3 separate regions of the Mus musculus genome follow, and all the other regions are linked to region 1. Evidence: chromatin contacts called from public HiChIP or PLAC-seq data. All regions are on one chromosome and are shown on one strand. Each heading gives the region's core, a stretch centred on a gene start, on an enhancer-like site or on the middle of the called end of the contact. The rest is flanking DNA. Distances are from core to core; before and after follow the strand shown. Region 1 holds the start of Tpcn2 (two pore segment channel 2). Region 2 has its middle 25 kb from the start of Ccnd1. Region 3 has its middle 55 kb from the start of Ccnd1.

Region 1 (5,109 bases), core at 1,205-3,704:
TCCTTTGGAAGATCAAGTGCTCTTAGCCACGGAGACAACGCTCCAGCCCCCAGAAAATATGATCTCTAAAACGGAGTTAGATTTATTTATTATTTTGTATGCGTGTATGTGTGTGTGTGTGTGTATGTGAGTGTGTGTGTGTGTGTGTGTGTATGTGAGTGTGTGTGTGTGTGTGTGTGTGTGTAGTAGGGGTCAGGTGACCACTTTCAGGAGCTGGTTCTCTCCTTCTTCCACACGGAATATGGGTTCTGGGGGTGGGCTTTAGGTTTTCAGACTGATGGCAAGCGTCTTCACCTTCGAACTACCTCACTAGCCTGGGCTATATAAGACTTTTACCCATTGTGATCGTGCTTATATTAAATTAGATAGGTTTTTTTTTTAAATTACATACACACACACACACACACACACACACACACACACACACACACACGTCAAAATGAATAAATAAAATACATTTTAAAGAGACAGAGATTACCCTGAATCCAGGCAGGAGGATTGTAAATTGAGGCCAGCATGGGCTACTCAAGGGTCCAGTGTCTCTGTCTGATCTCTGGATGCACTAGGCACATGATGCACACGCATGCCGACAAAATACTCAGACACAGAACATAAAGTTTGAAATAAATAAATAGATAGATAAATAAATACTATAGAACTGTAAACTATTGTCAGTTTGAAAACAGCGTACCTAGTTTTAGTATCTCCAGATGAATGGGGCGTGAGACAAGGAGTAACCTCAGTACAGAACTGTGAGTGGCTCCACCCTGCTGTGCTGGCCTTGAACACGGTAAGCCTTAGGTCTTAGGTGGTGGCTTTTTGTTTGGTTGCCTTTTGTTTTTCCAAACAGGGTTTCTCTGTGTGTAGCCCATGCTGTCTTAGAACTCTAGACAAGGCTCAAACTTTTAGAGATCTGTCTGCCTCTGCCTCCTGAGTCCTGGGATTAAAGGCTCTGAGCCAGCACCACCCGGCTGATATATGTGCCTTAACTGCCTTCCCCAGGGGACAAACCTGTAGAGATGGGCAAAGGAGAGTCAGAGAGCAGGAAGTCTTGCGTCAAATGTGGAGGTGGTGCATTTGGAATCTGAGCATCCAATCTGTGCTTGCCAGCTGTGAAATGGGGGTGGGGGGGGAGGGATATAGTGATCCCAGGAGCTGGGAACCGTCTCAGGCACCCCAGGCACGCCTAGCAAGTGAGGAAGCATGGATCTCAGGCCAAGCTTCAAGAAAATTAACTCAGCCTGTCTCCTTGATGGGTCCACGGTGGGTTTTTTCCTCCATCTCTGAAGAATATCTCACAATGTGGCTGAAGACAGGGTTCAATGGTGAAATGTATTTGTCATGTAAATCTGAAAACCTGAGTTCAGTCCCTGGAACCGACTCCTGAAAGTTGTCCTCTGACCTTCAAGTACTATGTGGTATGTCTGAACCTGCCTGCACTTGTATATATACACAGACACGCACATACACATGAACACATACGTATACACACATAACAACAACAATAATAATAAAAGAAAAAATTAAAAAGATCCCAGTAGAGTGACCATACTCTGATTTCAGCCTTCTGAGGCCTCAAGAGATAGTCCTATCTTTGGACTTCTGATCTCCAGGCAACAGATTACAGCTCTCTCTCTCTCTCTCTCTCTCTCTCTCTCTCTCTCTCTCTCTCTCTCTCTCTCTCTCTCTCTCTCTCTCTCTCTCTCTCTCCTTCTCCTGGAATTAACTAGTAGTAGGCTGTTCCCAGACTGACATCAATCCTCAGGTCTCTGCTACCTGTAGTACTGGGATTCCATGTCTGTGCATCAACATACCCAGTTTCAAGCTTTAGTTTGTTTAATTTCTGGAGAAATTCAAGATTCATTTTTGTGGGGCATGACCTCTGTGGTCACTCCCTTGTTCACAGTACTCACATGCGTCAGAGTCACGCAAAATGCTTGCTTAAACACTTCTGGGCTTTGAGTCACACAAAATGCTTGCTTAAACACTTCTGGGCTTTGGGTGTAGCAGGGGTTGAGAGCTTGCCTGGCGTCTTATAAGGCTCTGGAAATAAAAAGCAAGCAAGCAAGCAAGCAAGCAAGCAAACTCAGTCAGTCAGTTACACATTCAGTCAGTCACTCAGACAGTCACTAAGTCAGTCAGTCAGTCAGTAAGTCCCTCAATCAATCAGTCAGTTATTCATTCATTCACTCAGTCAGTTATTCACTCACTCACTCACTCACTCACTCACTCACTCACTCACTCACTCACTCACTCACTCACCCACTCTCTCACAAGAAGAGATTCCTTCTGACATTCCTAGAGCTGGGACGGAATAGTAGTCATTTGCATTGATTGAAAAACTTCCTTGATAGCCTTAGCTTCTTTGCCTTCTGCCACTAGGTGCTGCAGAGAAGCGGAGCGCCACCCATTGGGGGAGGGGCTTGTTGCTTCCGCCTTCCAGAGGGATTTCTCCGTTCTCATTGGCTGTTGCTGGGAGTCATCACAGAGCTCCTCCTCCGGAACGCCTGGCTCTCGCGGCTGGGACCAGGTCCGGCCTGTTACATTGGTGGGATGGCGGCAGAAGAGCAGCCCCTTCTGGGCCGGGACCGAGGCAGTGGCCAGGTCCACTCCGGTGAGTGAGGTGTCACTTTCAGTTTTACTTTTCTTTTTTCCTTACTTTTTGAGACAGGGTCTCAAGTAGCCAGGCTGACCTTGAACTCCAGATCCTCTTGATTTGGCCTTCCAAGTGTTGGGGTTACAGCACCACTCTAGCTTCTTCCTCATTAGGGAGAAAAGCGTGCTCCAGCCCATGGTCCCCAGGCAGTGAGTGGCCGAACATCCTCTGAGAGCGACTTTGGAGCACTGCTTTGGCTGCTAAGGGCTGAAGCTGGTAACCTAAGGCCAGGGAGACTTCCTTCCTTGTTTTCTTAAGTGCTTCGGAGCCTTCTTTCCTTTTCCCTTCCTTGGTCAGGGACATTGCTGAGCCCAGGGAGAGTGGAGTTAGCCTCCCAGTCATCTCCAGAGGATGCTGGCTGACAGGCAGGAGGATATTCTTCTCATTTTCCAGATGAGCAAACCTAGGCAGAGAGAGGGGAGGGGGAGAGGGGAAGAGGGAGAGAGAGACAGAGTGAGTTGTGCCCTCCTCACCTCTGACCTACCTAAGGTCACAGCCCTGCCTTCTGGTGTGGTCACTGCCCTGTGTGTGCTGGTGGCCTGGTCATTCAAACTTCCCTTTCTGAACTTCCTTTCCTCCCTGTTTGGGAGCAGACTGGGTTGGCACACTGGCCCCTGTCTACCCATAGCCCGTGCCTTTTCACTGAAGAGTGAGGACATAGGGTCCGTAATAGGAGACGAGGAAGCTAGACACTGAGGTGACCACATGTCCACCTACTCCTCCCTCTCTGCTGAAACCACTCGTCAGGGACAGGGCATATGGTTCAGGGGACACATACTTGGTGTTAGGCATCTGGAACCTTTCTGGGGCTGCCAGTTGCTGAGTGTGGGTCTTCGTCGGGTTACTTAGCTGGAGTTTCAATACAAGGGGTAGTAACAGACTGGTGGGGTAGGGGACACATTTTGAGGATCCAAAGAGAGATTTTGTGGCATCCAGTGCGTGGGTCTTAACAGATGTCCATGATAGCAGTGCCATGCTGCTTCTAAGCCTTGTCCCTGCAGAGTGGACAAGCGACAGGTTTAGCTTTCTCTGTGGAGGCAAGACTCAATGCTGGGCATTGTCACACAAGAGACTCACTCTCTGGGAAGGCTGGGCAGTGTTGGATGAGAAACTCTGGAGGGTCTTTTTCCAAACACTGTGGTTTTGGGTAGGGCTGTTGAGAACCCAGACAACACTCTGTATTTGCATCTCCTAGACTGGGCTGTCTATGAGAATGAACCTTTCAGTCTCCAGGTCAGCATCCAGTGGGTGAGAATCTCCGCTCTGAGTTTGGCTGACCTGTGGTCAAACTCTCAGAGGGGGTAGATATTGCTGCAGGCCTGCCTTCCCAAGGATCCCAGGGGTCCCTACAGATGTGTCCTGCTAAACCAGGCCCACCTGACTGGCCCCTGTCAAAGGTTTCACAGAGTGGTTTTTATCTTGTTCCTGACTGCTGTAAAAGAGGGGGAGGCTGTTTATAGGCTTTGTGGGCTAACTGCAAAGTGGAGGACCGTCATCTGTGGGTACTGATGGGAAAATCGGGGAGGAACCTGTGCAGAAAGGTGAAGGACTTGTGCAAGGTCACACAGCATGCTGGATAGGGACGAGGAAGCTAGACACTGAGGTGACCACATGTCCACCCACTCCTCCCTCTCTGCTGAAACTAGAATGGCTGTGTGTAGAGAGAGAGGGGGGCAGAGCAGGTCTAGACCTGGCTGACAGGGAATAGAGGGTATCATGGGAGGACAGTGTCTGAGCCCCTGTTACTTTCCCTTACTTTGCCTCATTCTGACCCAATGCGTGCAGCAGAAGTCCCCTGGCTCTGATGTTTGGGGTTATAGGTGTCATTGCCACCTAGAGTGATGAGCTCAGGGGCAGTAGCCCTGGAGGGAGTCTGGACTCTCAAGTTGGGAAAGTTTTCTGGTAGACAACTTGATCAAGGGCTTACAGGCTCGGGAGAGCTAGGCCTCGCTCCGCTGGGTCAAGTTCAGAATGTGTGGGTGTGGCTGGGGTAGTGTGGCGAAACAGCAGGAGTGGGTGGGCAGAATGAGTTACCAAGTGGCAGGATGGGGTGTAATGTGGACTCTGAGCATTGGGGACCCCCAGAAACCCATGACATGCTCCCTAGAGATTGGGACAAGACCCTTCTGGCTACTGCCGGGTGCGATGGATGCTGAGGTATGAGTGGGAGGGGCCTTCTTCAGAATTTTACACACTAGCAGCCAGAGGCTAGATGGGAGGAGCTTTTGTGTCATCGCTCCACACCCAGTCTGCCTTCTCTAGGGCATGGCTAGGCTTCCAGGCTCTCTCAGGCTGCCCTCAGCAGCCTTTCTCAATGGGCCAGTTGGTTTTCAGTTCTGCCATGCTGGGAAACACAGCAGTATGGCTTCCTGGTAATGGCCATCCCAGGAAACCTTCGGGAGTGCCCACACCCACAACCCTCAGAGACTGTCTTAGAAACATTTAGGGTGTCT
Region 2 (5,109 bases), core at 1,798-4,297, 320 kb after region 1:
TCAGGATAGCCAGGGTCACATAGCGAGACCAAAAAGAAAAAAAAAATGTTATTCAGAAATGACTTATAATAAGCTTGCACACTAGGTATTTGGTTTTCTGGTGGTGGTGGTATGGTGGTGTCTAAGAACTCACCTCCTATGGACACCATGGGAGGAGCAGCCCCTAAGAGAGAAAAGATGTTGGGTTTTTTTGTTTGTTTGTTTTTTGCTTTTTTTTTTTAAATTTTCAACATATCAGAGTGAGATAGCCAGCAAACACTCCATCAGCAAGGCATTGTTTCCAGTCTTAAGAATAATATTCTTGCCTGGGATAGCTCACTTGCTCAAAAAGGCCCTAGGGTCCATCACCAGCACTCCAGTGATGATGATGATGAAGATGACTGTATTAGCCAGGATTCTCTAAAGTAACAGAACTTATAGAATGAACATAGATAGGTAGATAGGCAGATAGATAAATAGATAGATGATAGATAGATAGATAGATAGATAGATAGATAGATAGATAGATAGATAGATAATCTATTCAAATGACTTACAGGCAATGGTCCAGCTAATCCAGCAATGGCTGTCTACGAACAGGAAGTCCAGGAATCTAACAGTTGCTGAGTCCATGATGCTGGATGCCTCTATTGGTCTGCAGTATAAGCTGGAATCCCAAAGAAGTGTCTGTAATGAACTGAAGGAATGGACTTGCAAGCAAGGGACGGGCAAGCAAGCAAACAAAGAGCAAAAGCTTCCTTCTTTCATCTCCTTATATAGGCTCTCAGCAGAAGCTGTGGCCCAGATTAGAAGTGCATTAAAGATCTGAATTAAAGATGTGCCTTCCCACCTCAAAGATCCAGATCAGAAGTGAATCTTCCTACTTCAAATTAAGCAGAAATCCCTTGCAGTGTGCCCTCCATTTTGGAGTTTAAGTTAATTCCAGATGTAGTCAAGTTGACAACCAAGAATAGCCATGATGATGACGACAAAGCTGGGAATGTAGTTCAATTAGTAGAGTTCTTTCCAGGCATTCACGAAGACCTCAGCATTGTCACACCCCAGTGCCCCAGTCCATGTGTGTGTGCTGGAAATGTCCACTCCAGCTTCCTCCCCACCCCACGTTTACAGCCTGAAGACTGTTCCTCCCAAGATAAGCTAAAGCAGCCTTCTTGTTCACCTGTATAGAATAACCTTGCCTTCTCGTTCTTCTGTATGTGATAACCCCACCTTCTCCTTCAACCGTACAAAATAAATGCACTGAGCTTCCAGGTGCCCCAGCCTCCTCATCTGAGAGCCCTGACCAAGGGCTCCCAGGTCCCTGTGTTTGTTCTCTCTTCATACCCCTTGGTGCCTAGTGTCAGTCCCCGGGGCTATGCAAGACATGGCAGTGCCTCCCAGCACTAGGAGAGTAGAGCAAGGAGAGTTGGAAGTTCAAAGTCATCCTTGGATACATAAAAAGTTTGAAGCCAGCCTGGGGTATATGAGATCCTGTGCCATAATACTCATATAATAAGATAATGTACACAGAGTCAAAGTTCAACATCATTGAGCAGACAGGCATGTGCCAGTTCCTGGATTCAATTCCCCCAATAGAACACACATGAACTCTAGAATGGAGCGGAGACAGGGTCCTGTGCTTCTATGAGAGGAAGTCAAATACTGTAACTGATGGTGGCCATTTGTCATCTCTGGGTGGACACTCAATCACACACTCACATGACACACACCTCCACCACTCCATTCCCTGATGTCAACCCCCAGCACATGCTACACAAGGTAGATCATGATACAGCCCTGGCTTGCATGGGAGAAGCCTGGCCTGCGGCCTGGATGGGGGTTGGGGCACTGTCTGGAGAGTTCCCAACCCCTGCTGCCCATCACTAGGGGTTCCCAAACCTCACTCTCTGCTTAGGAGTCAAAGCGTTTTCTCGCTGCAGTGTGAGTCCTTTCCCCGGCCTGAAGAGTCTCACCGCCACCACAGAGAGCCCCTGGCTTCCATCCTGGACATCGGCCCTGTGCCCTGTCCCTGGATGTCATAGACCCTGTTCGACGTCCAGTCCTCTCAGCGCACCTTCTCCTTCCCACTGGGATCCTGTGCTATTTCCCTGACCCCCCAGCAGGCTGGTTCACATGCCCTCTGTGTCCCTCAGTGCCTGACCCCCAGGGAGCCCTCTGAATCATTATCTTATATCCTTGGTGGCTTCCTCACAGCTCATACTGGTCACCATGGGGGTGGCAGTGGCTGTCTGGATATTACCAGGGCTTTGGGCTGAGATTTCCCAGACTCCCTTCTTTCTGTGACCTCCTGACACAGCTATCTCTACTGCTGTGGTTCCCCCCTAGCCTCCTCCTCAGCCCCACAAGAGCATTTCCTAGCAGGCTTCAGGCCATGACACAAGGAAGGTCCATTTTAATGGCACCTACACAGGCCTGCCATCTTTGTCTTCTCGGAATAGACTTTCAGTGATGGGAGGCAGGGCCTGCCAACCCCTCTCATCCTCCGAGACACCACCAGGCTCTATTTTATGGGTCTGAAACCTTTGGCCTGATAGTTTGCTTTGTTTCAAAAAACTGCTTGCCAAACTATGTATGGGTGATTCCACATGAGAGGACCCGCCTTGCCCCTCCCTGTGGCTATCAGGCTGGGTTGGCACAAGGCCCTCCGAGACCTGGCCTCACCCAGGGTTGGGAGCTAACAGAAGTCTTACAAAAAGGCTTGATCTCCAGATGACAAGTTCACAGTTTCCTCCCAGGGCCCCTCAAAGTGGCAAAACCACAGCTGGATAGGAAAGGGATCCTGAGACTCAAAACAGTGCAGACATCTCCCTCCCTTCGTGGAGGGACCAACCAACCCTTCATGGAGGAACCCAACCAACAATGGTGCAAGGCCCAAACAACCTGAGAAAGACTCTGGCTTCCCCAGCAGCTGCTCAGGAAATGAATTTTAACCTGCAGGGTTCCTTGTGTCTCTAGTAAGTTTTCAGCTGATAGGAGTTCTCACAGTCCCAGCCTCTTTTCCCCCTCATTTCCTATGAAGAGCTTGTTGAAACTGGAACACTGAAGAGCTGAGTCAAATTCTCAAGTTAGCTCTGGATATTCAAAGGGCATGTTCAAGTTCTTCGCATGACCCAAGACTGAATCATCCTCACTTTGGCCTCTGCCCAGTACAGTAAACTTGCATACTGTGAAATTTAAAAAAAAAAATTCTGTAACAAGTTCTACATGCTAGAGAGATTTTAGCTGACCAGTGAGATATTTAAGGATCTGTAATATATAAAGAGCTCTTGAAAAGCATGACAAAAGGTTATGTTATAACAATATATTATGTAATAATATATTGAAAAATAATATATTAACTTATACACACACTCACACATACACACACACACACACACACATATATGGAGAGAGAGAGCAACTTCAGCACTAATTAAAGAACACAAATTGAAATGTCCCAAGGACTTTTGCTTTTGGTTTTGATTTATCTATCAGATTGGCAAAGACATAAAAAGTTGGCATCATTGGTATCACTGATGGCTAGCAAGAACTTATATGGGCTCAGCAGGAGGGGTGGAGACCAGGTGGATAGGCTGATCAGAGTCTAAATCTCAGACCCTCTGTGATAACAGTTACTTACAAAGAGATAAGCTCATAAAAAAACAAAATGAACAAGGGCGTAAAGGAAGAAAGGATGGGTATTTATCCCCACACTCTTCCTAACAGTAAAGTTTAAAGCTGGGTGTGGTGGCACACACCTGCAGTCCCAGCCATTGGTAGATTGAGGAAGGGGAATCAGGGGTTCAAAGCCAGCCTCTGCTACAGAGTTCAAAGAAGATTTGGAGTGTGTCTGTGTGTGTGTTTGTGTGTGTGTCTGTGTGTGTGTGTGTGTATGTGTGTGTGTGTGTGTGTGTGAGAGAGAGAGAGAGAGAGAGAGAGAGAGAGAGAGAAAGAGAGAGAATGTGAGGGGATTAAAAACACCTTCGTTGCCCTCCAAGCCCAGAGGGATCCACAGACACTGCTTTAAATAGTTCTCATTTCCCGTTCAAAGCTCTTTCAGGCATAGATGAGACAAAAGAATATTTTTTTATTTTATTTATGGGGAGGGGGTTGGACCATGTGCTGTGATGTGTGGCGGTCAGAGGGCAAGTTGTGTGGGCTGATTCTCTCCTTCCACCATGTGGATTCCAGGGATAGAATGTGGGGTCTTAGGTTAGGTGGCAAACACCTTTACCAGTTGAGCCATCTCCCCTATCCTGGCAAAAAAGTAAGATAATTTTATAAACAAAGTGCAACATTGATCTCCAAACTTGACAAAAACTTTAGATAAATTGTTCAATGATTTATCTTATTTGTGATTGTGTATACGAGTGTATGGGTGTGTGCACATGAGCAGAGGTGCCCTCAGAGACCAGAGTGTGGGATCCCCTGGAGCTGGTGTTTCAGGCAATTGTGAGTGGCCAGAATTGTACGTCAGAACCCAACTCCCGTCCTTTGGAAGAACAGCAAGCACTCTTAAATACTGCTGACTTATCTGCAGCCCAAGACATATCTCTTTTTTCTGAATCTCAAAAGAGAAATTCAAATAAAATATAAGCAGGTTGAATTAAGATGCCCAGGAAAACTGAGCAGGCTTCAAAGCACCAAGGAGCTTGTGACTCGAGTGCACCAAAGGTTTGCTCCAGGATGGTCAAAGTTTCGATAATGGGGATAGCATTTCGCAGAATCCCTGGGAGACCAATGAAGAGACAGAGATGACTCTGAGGTAACCACCCAGCCTCATGCATACTATGTTAAAGGTTGAAATGTTGGCCGGGCGTGGTGGCGCATGCCTTTAATCCCAGCACTCGGGAGGCAGAGGCAGGCGGATTTCTGAGTTCGAGGCCGGCCTGGTCTACAAAGTGAGGTCCAGGACAGCCAGGGCTATACAGAGAAACCCTATCTTGAAAAACCAAAAAAAAAAAAAAAGGTTGAAATGTCAAAGGTGCCACCCCTGAAGTAGCAACAAGCCTTGACACCACTGTCATCCACCTCCATTAGAGGTGGTAGCAAATGCAATCAGACAAGACCAAGAAAGAAGATAAGACCTGGTGTGTGGGGCCATGTAGTGATGGCTCTGTAAGAGTTCTG
Region 3 (5,109 bases), core at 1,195-3,694, 290 kb after region 1:
GCTCTGGAGAACAGGCAGCCAGCCCCACTTGGACAGGGGCCCTCAGCTTGCAGGGACATAGGACAACCCTGACAGAGTGTCCCAGGGACCAGCAGCAAGTGAAGTGTATTCAGAGATAAACCTTCACAGGAGGTGACTGAGGGGCAACTACCCTATGTTTTGCGCTGCAAAAGAGCCAGGTAATAGAAGGCACCATTGTCTGCTGAGATTATGTCACCTGGGGAGCACCTGGGGAGCACCTGGGATCCCCTCCTCCAGCACAGAACACAGAATGCTGCCACCTCTGCTAGCATGAAGAAGGGTGACCTGGCCTGTGTTATGTCTGTGGAGCGTAGCCAAAGATCCTAATGGCCACAGATGCTGGAAGCCATGACCCTACACAGGCCTGCCCCACATAGCCCAGACTAAGGAAGTGAGCAGTATGCTCACTCTACCATGCCTGCTGGACCCTCAGAGTCACACACACATACACACACACGGAAAGGGGGGTGCTTAGGGGGTAAACACCACAGTCTTGTTCCCTGTGAAACTGGCTGGGACCTTTGCCACCCACCAGGGTGTCTCTGCCTATCTTACAAGGTTAGTGCTTGCAATGCCAGCGAGCCATGTACTGTGCCACCACCAGGCATCCCTGGGTCTCCAGAGAACCCAAACATATTTGCAGCAGGAGAGAAGATGGCTCCTGCTGACCTCAGGGCCCATCAGTTAACAGAGGAAACCGAGGCAGGAAGGATGTGAGCTCAAGCCCCAGGCTTGGCATCTTTGTCCTCCTTGCCAGCACCAGTGTGTAAGTGCCTCTGTGGAGGAGGGGGCATTGGGGGACGGAGGTAGAGGAAAATCCAGACACTACTAGGATCTGGCTTCAAGTGTCAGAGCCGGCTCAAATTGCCTAGGGCCTAGAGGATACACCTCTCACGGAGGCTTCCGGCATAGCAGGCTCCAGAACCCTCTGTTCCTTTCCACCTCCTTGAGATGGGGTCATTCCCATGAAGAATCCCCCTCCTTCTTATCTTTAGGTCTAAGCATCCCCTCCACTCCCAAGAGTTTGAATCTTAGTCCTGATAGATAGTCCGTGACTCTTGTTAGTAATGGCTGGTGGCAGGCATCTACTTCTAAACATAGAGGTTCAGTGAGAGTCACTGAACTTAAACAAGCCCACCTGCAAGGTGCTATGGCCAGAAACTTTGAGACATGTTGAACAAGCCAACATTGTGGCTGTCCATAGTTGCAGGCATGTCTGGAGGGAAGGCGGGTCAGCAAGGGGACATTCGAGAATGATGGTAAGGTAGAGATGGTCTCAAGTCCCCCCACCTGGGTACTAGTCCTGATTTCCTCCCAGATGGACTGTGTGGACGGGAGGCACTTTATTTGTCAATTCAGAATTGGGACAACACAACTTCAAACTGAAGGCTGTGCAGGGTTTGGATGAGAGTGTGAACTCTCAGCCACGGGGTGTGATGCCAGCTGAGAGCCCATACAGTGCTGCCAAGTGTCAGCTCAAAGCCCTCCCTGCCTCTGGGATGCCAACCGGGGATCATCTCTTCTAGGTGGATCTGCAGCTCTGAGGAGGACTACAGCTACCTCAGGCTTCTATGGCTGGCTAAGGAAACCAATGGAACCAATTCCCATCTGCAGCCAAAGAGTGGCTTGCCATCGGCCTGTAGTCATGGTAACACTGGAGACTGCCTCAAGCTAGCTCCCCATCAGACAGGTACCCTAGAGTCCTAAAGGTCAAAATTACAGGACACCAGCTAGCATCATCTGAACGCTGACAGGCTAAATGTGGGCATGGAAATATGAAGTAGAATAGGACCAATAAAGGGAAAGTAGTCAACCCTAATTGAAGAGGGGAAGGACCCTCAGCCCACCAACAGTGGCTCAGTATCAGGTCTGAGGGCCTTTCTCTGCAGATACTTGTGAAAATATTTCCTACAGTTCCTGGGTCCCTTCAGGCCACTTGCCACTTCAGAGAGCTTCATAGTAAGAGTTCTACATACCCCTAACGCTAGGAGGGGGCACTCGGTTCTGGCTCTATCTGTGCCAGATGGCTTGGGCCCATCTGAGTGGCAGCCACCTGGGCTTGCATTCTCTCTGATGGAGTCCTATGTGTGACAAACTTCCTGAGCTCCACAGGACATTACACTCTGCAGTCAGAGTCCCTTGGTCTTGGGAAGATGGCAGAGAACAGCAGGTGACTTGCATTTGTCTGGTGTTTCTGTCTGTCCCTCATGTGTGGCCTCGGCTGGACACCAGGATCTGCCATCATCAGTCCCCTCTGTGTCAGGATCCAGCACAAAGCCCTGGACCAGGGTTTTATAGAGAGAGGCCTATGAGACTCAGCCTGAGGTCGCCCCTGTATGGCTCTCTGCACAGTGCTCAGGAGTTCTTACTGAGCCTGGGGCAATTCAGCATCCCAGAACCGGCACAGGAAGAGCCACCCAGCCGAGCATGAGTCACTGTGGTCCTTGCTCATTGACACTAATCCAACCAACAGGATATAATATGTGGGCCTTGCATTATACCTGTGGCAGGGCATTGTGCAACCTCTCTGGGCTCCCAGGACACAGCACTTCATACTGGGTGACTATCATTCCCTGGGGTACATGACAGGACTATTGATAGCTCTGGATGGCAAAAGCTGAAACATGCCCACACACTGTCCGGAGCCCAGGACAGTCCTATAGCTCTAAATGCTCAAGCTTTGACTTTACCATAGCAGCATGTACATGCAAAGGTTGGGAAGCAGAGGGACCTTCCTGTGCAGCTCAGTGGCCCTGGCCAAGCTGAGGCCAAGATCTTTGAAAAAAAATAAAATGTGCTGTACAGGAGCCCTCCTGACTCTGCTTCCATAGTGAGGCTTAGGGAGACGATCTACTTGGCCTGGTAGGGTAGCATCTCTGTCCAACCAATCATGATGTCAGGCAGCCATCAGGGAGCTAATGGCCTGAGTTTTCTTCACATCCCCTTGACTCTTGCCACCACCATCATCAAGCCCAGTCCAGATTCCTATGAATGTGACAGCCCAGTGACCAGCGGTGGCACTCTCTGCCTTCCAAGACCCCACTCTAGGCAGTTGCCCAACAGTCTCAGGATGCACATTCACACATGGGACCATTTTTTGAATTCTTTGGGAGTGAGAGCAGCCAGGCATCAACAGAGCCCTGTTCACAGGCCAGGCTGGCAACGAGAGAGGGAAGCTATTGTGCAGGCCCCACTACACACTGTAGAACAGTGCCAGCCAACCAGACTGCGGGGCAGAGCTTCAGAGGAGGGCCATCCCATAGATGACGAGGATCCCAACTCCAGAGGCTAGACCCTGCCTCTAGATAGCAACTGTCCCAGAAGGGAGACCATGGGGCAGCCATCTTTCCCCACAGAACAATGAGGTTGGAACAGCTTCATAACAGGCAGGCTGCTTTGACTGGGCAGAGGCAATTGAGGCCCCAGGCCAAATGAAACTCCCCATGCAGGCTTGGAGTCTCAGTCCCAAGATGCCATCTAGGTGGTACTAATGCAGACATAGCTAGAGGAGGCCCAGGCCCACTCTGTTCCATCTGGGCAGCAGCCTATGGTTCCCCTCGCCTCTGAGTCACACCTTCATCAAAACCTAGAAATCCCACACGCCCTAGCCAGAAGAGCAGCATGCACACTGTGAGCCCTTGAGTAGTGAGTGAAAGGGTGACTGAAAGAATAAAGATAAGCAAGAGGAAATGGATGGAGAAGGAGGGCATTGAGCTGGGGAGGGGCTTAGTTGGTAATTGATTCCTACACAAGCATGAGGTCCCGAATTTGGATGCCCAACACCCACATGAAAGGCAGGCAGAGCAATGTGCACCTGCTATCCCATTGCTGGGGAGTCGGAGGTAAGTGGGTTCCTGGGGCTCACTGTGCAGAGAGTCAAACTGAATAGGTGAGACCTAGGATCCGAGAGAGACCTGGTCTCAGAAAATGAGGAAGACACCCGAGACTGACCTCTGACTATGCATGCACAGGTATAAACATACATACAAAGATACACACAGGCAAGGAGGAGTGTATAGTTATAAGCATTAGGTGCATGCATTAGATTTGAGGGGTGTGGAAGACCCTAGGCCCTACTTGAGTCATGTCCTCAACCAAATAAATAAGGGGATTCCTGATCACCCAGCAAAGCCAGGGCTCCAGGATCTTCCTCTATGTGCAAGAGAGGTACAGATTGGTACACATATCCATTGACCCAAAGAACACTCAACCCTGGCTGCTGGACATGGTATTGAGCCAAGATGGGCCTGATTCCCGTGCATTCCAAAATCCCCTACGAATTTGGAAAGCACCGGAACCCGGGGACTTTTCCAGAGTGTAGTTCATTCTGCCAATGAGAAAGACTACCATTACATCTGAGTGGTCCGAGAACTGCCAAAGCATGATGACCCACCCAGCAGAGAGGCTCTCCCGCTGTCCATGTAGCCACTGCCTCCTAGGCCTGGCCCAGCATCCCCAAGTGCAGCAGCACACACAAACAGGGTTCCACTTTATAACCTGAAATATCACTTGCCATCCAAGTAGCCCTTACAGGTGCCCCCCCCCCGCATGTTGGCAGCTGCAGCTGCTGGAGAGGGGATACCCACTTGTACCTACTGGGGGAAGGAGCCAGGGTCACATACATGGCCATGAAAACCTCTGCACTTGTCACTAATTAGAAAACTTAGCTGACAGAATTAGTTGCTTTTCTATTGCTATACAAAAACCACTACTAAAGCAACTCATGGAAAGAAGAGTTTACTTGGGCTTATGGTTTCAGGGTTTGGGGCCCATAATAATGACACAGCATGGCAGCAGGTGGCAGTCATGACAGATGGAACAGCTGAGCTCACTTGTCAAACTGTGAGAAGAAAGTAGAAAGAGAGAGTGAAAGTAGAGAGAGAGTGTGAACTGGGAATGGTGACTGACTGAAACCTCAAAGTCTGCCCCTAGTGACACACTTCCCCCAGTGACACACTTCCCTCAGTGACACACTGCCCCTAGTGACACACTACCCCCAGTGACACACTTCTTCCTGTAAGTCCACACCTCTCAAGCCTCTCCAAAAAGCTGCCAACCAGGGACCAGGTATTCAAATGTCAGAGCCTT

Evidence for each region. HiChIP or PLAC-seq counts read pairs in DNA pulled down with a chosen protein or histone mark.
Region 2: a FOXA1 HiChIP or PLAC-seq map of pancreatic cancer cells shows a contact between it and region 1. The contact joins the enhancer-like site here to the promoter of Tpcn2 in region 1. A contact is called at or near these places in 2 of 39 promoter capture datasets (cranial neural crest and stem cell-derived epiblast-like cells), 1 of 484 Hi-C or Micro-C datasets (bone marrow-derived macrophages), 3 of 115 datasets of contacts at active chromatin or transcription factors (embryonic stem cells, pancreatic cancer cells and stem cell-derived neural progenitor cells) and 3 of 9 other capture datasets (adipose tissue, embryonic stem cells and liver).
Region 3: an HNF4G HiChIP or PLAC-seq map of pancreatic cancer cells shows a contact between it and region 1. The contact joins the enhancer-like site here to the promoter of Tpcn2 in region 1. A contact is called at or near these places in 1 of 39 promoter capture datasets (the 3T3-L1 cell line), 1 of 484 Hi-C or Micro-C datasets (bone marrow-derived macrophages), 3 of 115 datasets of contacts at active chromatin or transcription factors (embryonic hindbrain, microglia and pancreatic cancer cells) and 3 of 9 other capture datasets (adipose tissue, embryonic trunk and liver).

What each region holds. Positions count from the first base shown.
Region 1 is chr7:145,281,356-145,286,464 of GRCm38.p6, reverse strand. Tpcn2 (two pore segment channel 2) reads left to right here and starts at 2,454. Exons shown (of 25, transcript NM_146206.5): 1 at 2,454-2,614. The coding sequence starts at 2,554.
Region 2 is chr7:144,962,074-144,967,182 of GRCm38.p6, reverse strand. No RefSeq gene overlaps it. Among named protein-coding and RNA genes, the nearest start is that of Ccnd1, 25 kb to the right of the region's middle. Within about 2 kb of position 3,047, at least 51 of the 459 cell types and tissues checked have an H3K27ac peak or open chromatin away from gene starts, as enhancers often do. A contact at or near this core is called in bone marrow-derived macrophages and pancreatic cancer cells, where this site is marked.
Region 3 is chr7:144,991,821-144,996,929 of GRCm38.p6, reverse strand. No RefSeq gene overlaps it. Among named protein-coding and RNA genes, the nearest start is that of Ccnd1, 55 kb to the right of the region's middle. Within about 2 kb of position 2,444, at least 37 of the 459 cell types and tissues checked have an H3K27ac peak or open chromatin away from gene starts, as enhancers often do. A contact at or near this core is called in pancreatic cancer cells, where this site is marked.